2 separate regions of the Rattus norvegicus genome follow, and region 1 is linked to region 2. Evidence: chromatin contacts called from public HiChIP or PLAC-seq data. All regions are on one chromosome and are shown on one strand. Each heading gives the region's core, a stretch centred on a gene start, on an enhancer-like site or on the middle of the called end of the contact. The rest is flanking DNA. Distances are from core to core; before and after follow the strand shown.

Region 1 (2,810 bases), core at 167-2,666, 320 kb after region 2:
TGAGAATGTGGGTGCCCAGTGCATGTTCTTGATTTCTCTGCCCTCACAGGCTACAGCTCTCTTAAACTCACACATTTTTTTTTACCAAAAAGTCGATAGGGACATTATGGAAAACTAAGGTTGGCAAAAAACTGCCTAAGGTTAGAGAAGAGCTGTGAGTTTGCTTGTTTGTTTGACTGTTTGAGGTAGGGTCTCACTATGTAACCTTGGCTGGCTTTGATACTCTTTAAGCAGACCTGGCTGACTTTGAATTCACCAAGATTTGCCTGCCTTCGCCTCTCAAATGTTGGGATTAAAGGCATGTGCCACTGTACCTAGTGAGTTGGGTGACTTAAGTGCTATACCAGAGGAAGTCTAAGCCCTGACACCCATGGGGTACCCAACTTTGTTCCTAATGACTGCTTGTAATGATCAGAGGTGAGGAGATGAGCATTGACACCCGTCAGGTGCCCAGATGCTGCCCTGGATGTGAGAAGGTTACCTAGGGTCAGAGATCAGGTCTCATTGCTGCCTCTTCTACTGGCACAAGTCACAGGCTGTCTAGTACTCACTTCTTTATCAGTGAAGCAAAAGGGTGGTTAGAGGGGCTATTTGGCCTGCAGACTGTCCCCAACAGTGCTTACTGTTGCTGCTGAACGGTGGCTCAGAGCCCCCAGGCTGTGAGATGGCTGTGACCAGGCAGTGCCAGCCTCTGCAGCACTAAAGACAAGGCTGCCTTAGACCAAGTAGGAGCCTCCTGCTGGCTGCTTTATACAGGGAGTTCCTCCCCCACGCCACAAACAAGGGAAGTTGTTGAAGTGACAAAGAAGAAATGAGTTACTGGTGCCCACTTGACTGAATCCCTGACTGTTGGCTCCATATATAAAATGTGTGAAACAGTAAGGCTTTCTTTGTCCTTCCCTCTTTCAATGCTGAGGCTTGTCTGCCTTCCTTCAGTGCCTGCGTGGACTATCAGTACCTACGGACCTCCTCTCTTCCCTCCCACCCTCCCTGCCTCCCCCCTTTTCCTCCCTTGTGTTTCTAAACTCCTAATGATTTGCTGGGCAAGCCAAGGGTCTTCCATGGAACATGGGATAGAAAGGAGTTGGGTCATTTATTAACTCTGCCTTGCCAGGTAATGGAAGCCCTGGGAGGAGTATGGAAACGTGATCTTCTTAAAGCCAGTGTAGTCTCCTGGGTGGACTAGCAAAGATGAGTTTTAATGGGGAATTCGCGCACAGGATCGTTTGGAGTGACGTGTCTCATTGTCAGTTTCCCACGTGTTGCACATCTTGGCAGCTGAGTGGAAGATTCTGTGGATGTTCTTTGTGAGAAGATGTGCTGAAAACAAGGAGCATTCCAGCACGGGTGCATGCCTTGTCCTGGCAACAGAATGCACTCTGAGGAATGCTGTTTGCATTGAAGACAGGAAGCTCTTGTTGTCTACACAGGCCAGCTGCAGGCCCATGTGTTGGCCACATCACTCCGTGGACACGGATGGCAGCCTCTGAGAGACTGTGGCCTCAAAGGCTTCAGGAGACTGACCTGCAGGTTATACTGCCAGGGTAATGCCCAATAGTGGGGGCAGGGCTAGCCTGGTGTATGGTTCAGTTAAGGGTTCTGTATCCTGGAACTTCCTGTTGTATATATATTGTGAGAAGTAGACAAAGCATTAGCTGCATGAAGTTCATTCACAGAGGCACAGAGGTGTGTGGTCACCACATCCATCTGTCCCCAGAGCTCCTCATCCTGCAAAACGAAACTGTACCCTTTACATGATGGCCCCTCAAGTCCTGCTACAGCTCCTGAAGTTAACATTTTAATTTCTGGCTTTGTTTCGTGTTTTGGTTTGGTTTGTTTGTTTGCTTTTCTTTTTTGTTTTTGTTTTTCGAGACAGGGTTTTTCTGTGTGACCTGGCTGTCCTGGAACTTGCTCTGTAGACCAGGCTGACCTCCAACTCAGAGATCTGCCTGCCTCTGCCTCCTGATTAAAGGCGCGCTCCACCACATGTGTCCCTGGCTTTCTGTTTCTATAAATCAGAATAGAAGTAGAATCAAGCAGTGTTCCTGAGTGGCTGTTGTTGCTTAGTATAATGTCTCCAAGGATTATCACTGGCTGAGTCACACTCACTGAACGGAAATGCCACACTTTCTTTACCCTCTCACTCTTGGGCTTTGTCCACAGATTAGTGACGGATGCTGCTGTGGATGCAGCTGTGCAAGCATCTACCTCAGTTCCTGCTTCTCATTTCTTAAATGCGGCTCAGATATAGAAATGCTAGCCCCTATGGATCGGGAGGCATTTAGAATCACTATATTCTTTAGAGACTATCTTTGAGTTCTAGTTTAATCCACTGTGTAAAATAGTGAGTTCACAGACACAGTTTCGTCCTTCTGCTCATCTGTGATAGTCCACAAGAATTGCTGTGATGAGGAAATCCTGTGTGTGATTCTGGCCTGGAGCCTTGTTTCCAGCCATTGTTGCCCACATGTGGAATTGGGTTGTCTTGAACTCAGCAGTGCCTGGAGGCCCTTCATGCTGACTGAGTGGGTGGATGATGCCCCCATCAAAAGAATCCTTGCCAATTGCAGCCCTGGCGGTGCTGGCACATACCTGTCATCCCAGCATTTAAAAAGTTGAGACAGGAGAAGTAAGAGTTCAAGGTCATCCTTAGTCACACAGCTGAGTTTGAGGTCAGCCTGTGCTTCTTGAGAGCAGTCTAGCTGTCACGTATGTCACCTCCCTGGCTGTCAGAGTTGGTTTGGCTGATCCAGCTGGCTAGGCAGATGTCCCCCTCCTTACCACACCACATACTTATCCTCTCACAGTTT
Region 2 (2,700 bases), core at 30-2,529:
ATATCAAAACCAGAAGCTCTGGGTACTCTAAGGTTATTGTATTTAAATACATTAAAAAATAAAGTTGAAAATTGTGGTTTATGATAGGCAAGTGATATTTGGAAAAGCTGGTTCAAGCCTTTAAGAGCTAAATGACTTGAGTCCCAAGGGAAAATTTAGCAGGTGCAATAGGAAAGGGTGTGAATGTGAACAAGTAGGGCACTGTGCTAGTAGCCCTCCTGCTTGAACCTATGGCTCCTGTCACCTGTTCCTGAAAAATTAAAGCAGACCCATATGTGGACTGCCCTCAGAGCTCTGCCTTTCACAGCTGGTGCTTGGAAAGCCTGATTATCAGTAGTATAGTGACATCGGAAATTTGGGGATCCCACCAGCTGTGAAACTAAGAAACCCCAGGGGTGTGAAACAATCAGAAGTTTCCAGAGGAAAATTTATTTCATTTTCTGCATTGTAGTCCTGGAATAGTGGGAGGTAGGTATGTGTGTGTGTGTGTGTGTGTGTGTGTGTGTGTGTGTGTGTGTGTGTGTGTACGCACTCATGGATGTGTTCATTTCATGTCAAGATACTTTTTGATAGAAAACATTTTATAATTGATTGAAGGGAAGTGATGTCCAGGACCCCAAGGAAATGGCCCTGTGAGCTTTGGGGTTTGGGGCTGTCAGAAGCCAGGTGGACTGGTGGACTCATCTGTGCCTTGTTGGCCTGGAGGTTGATAGAGATTAAGATCAGGGATGCTGGATGCTGGCTTTTCCTGCTTCTTGAGGCTCGCTCCTTAGCCCAGGAGCTGTAACTACAGCGATGGTCATCAGGTTGTAGTGCTGTTAGGAAAATGTCAGAGAAATCCACCGTTTCGCAAAGCTGCTGTACCACCTGGGGAAGGCACAAGTGCTCTTTGTCACTCAGCGAGAGAGGTTCTTGGAGACAGGATGTGGCTCCTTAAGAAAACTGACCTAGACAGTCAGCTTGATTGTCACCAGAGAGCCGGCACGCAGAAGTAATGGCCGAAAGCACCTGTCTCACAGCTTGAGAGAATCACCTGCTGCCTCTTTGCTCACATGTGAGGGTCCCACAGGCTTCCTTCCCAATTCAGATGCTTCCCGTTTCAGGTCTCAAACACACTTGCTTTTCCAAAGAACACCACTTGGCTTTCATTCAGAAGCACAAAGACTGGTCTAAGGAAGCAGATGCAATCAAACCAAATCAGACTTGTAGTCTGAATGCCCCTGTGTCCCGGATAGTGCTCTCCTGGCCGCCTGTGCCAGACACAGGCTGCACTGTGGGCATGGGAGACCTGTTGGCCAGCAGGATCTGTTTTCTCAGTGCTTTCCCAGAGCTGTGAGAAATGGCATGGAACCAGTAAGGTATTCTGGGATCACATCCAACAGAGCCAGCATTCTGATGCTGTTTCCAGAGGCCCGAAGGACACCCTTGCTTTTCTCTACTGCATCCTGGGAAACGGAACACAGCAGAAACAGAGCACAGGGCATGAAGTTCATGTTGAGCATGAGACAAACAGCAAATGTATTTTCAGTAGACAAGCTGTTACTATTGTGTTCCTCCCGGCTTATCTGAAATTCACAGTTCACTCAGTTGTGAAATCTGGCCGGCTTGAAAGACTGATTGTTGTTAATGCCTTCCTATTGCTGTGATAAAACAGTGACCGAGGCAACGCATGAAAGGAAGAGCTTATGTAGCCTTAAAGTTCCCGATGGGATAGCATGTCAGCAAGCAGTGGGCATGCAGCAGGAGCAGGGAGCCCAGAGCTCACATTTTGCGCCATAAGCAAGAAGACTGAGAACTGGAAACAATGTAGGTTTTTAAACTCTTGGTAGTTTTTTTTTTTTTTTTTTTTTCGGAGCTGGGGACCGAACCCAGGGCCTTGCGCTTGCTAGGCAAGCGCTCTACCGCTGAGCTAAATCCCCAACCCCAGGTTTTTAAACTCTTAAAGACTGCCTCTTGTAACACACTTCCTCCAATAAAGCCACACCTCTTAAACCTCCACAAACAACGTCACCAACTGTTCAACCATCCAAGCCTATTTGGGGATGTTCTCCTTCCAACCAGCACACTGGTGTGAAGCCGTGTGTGTTTCCCTCCCTGTTGGAGCCTGTGAACCCAACCAAGAGGTCTTTCACCACTGTGAAAGATCCATATGAAAGATTCATCTAATGAGCAAGAATCAAAGCTCGTCGTTTGAGAATTCAGAATTGGATGCTTCTACTCAGTACAGTGGTGTGGGCTGGCCATGCACTGGATGCTCAAGACGGTGGTCTCCTACGAGTCATTCTTTCAGAGAATAAGCGTAGTTGTTGTGTCGGTGTGACGGGCCCAGAATGAGGATTGTAGCTCTCAGAAACCAGAGGGTAGCTTTGCCTCTTTGATGAGAGCAGCTCCCAAGGGACTGTTATGTGGTTTATTTGGGGAGGGGTGCATTTATTTCTCTTTACAATAGTCCCAAGGAGTCCTCACTAGGCTCAGTCCTCTGTAGACTACTCTGTAGCAAGGAAGCATGTTCAAAGCAATCTACTGTAAGCATAGAACCTGCATCCTTCTGTACACACACAGCCACACCCTCTTAATGATAGTGATGCTGAGAAAGGTGTCTTTGAGAGAATTCTGTCACTGTGTGACTATCAGGAGTGGATTTACACAAACCGAGCCAGCTATGCTGTTACTAGGTGATATCTCTTATAAGACCAATGT

What was found. HiChIP or PLAC-seq counts read pairs in DNA pulled down with a chosen protein or histone mark.
Region 1: a contact with region 2 is called in an H3K27ac HiChIP or PLAC-seq map of oligodendrocytes, with 8 times the contacts expected there. The contact joins two enhancer-like sites. A contact is called at or near these places in 2 of 12 Hi-C or Micro-C datasets (Schwann cells and liver) and 1 of 1 datasets of contacts at active chromatin or transcription factors (oligodendrocytes).

The regions. Positions count from the first base shown.
Region 1 is chr17:30,812,450-30,815,259 of GRCr8, forward strand. The region is part of intron 3 of Slc22a23 (solute carrier family 22, member 23); the gene reads left to right. Among named protein-coding and RNA genes, the nearest start is that of Slc22a23, 64 kb to the left of the region's middle. Within about 2 kb of position 1,417, at least 42 of the 93 cell types and tissues checked have an H3K27ac peak or open chromatin away from gene starts, as enhancers often do. A contact at or near this core is called in Schwann cells, where this site is marked.
Region 2 is chr17:30,491,567-30,494,266 of GRCr8, forward strand. The region is part of intron 1 of Pxdc1 (PX domain containing 1); the gene reads left to right. Among named protein-coding and RNA genes, the nearest start is that of Pxdc1, 11 kb to the left of the region's middle. Within about 2 kb of position 1,280, at least 12 of the 93 cell types and tissues checked have an H3K27ac peak or open chromatin away from gene starts, as enhancers often do. A contact at or near this core is called in Schwann cells, where this site is marked.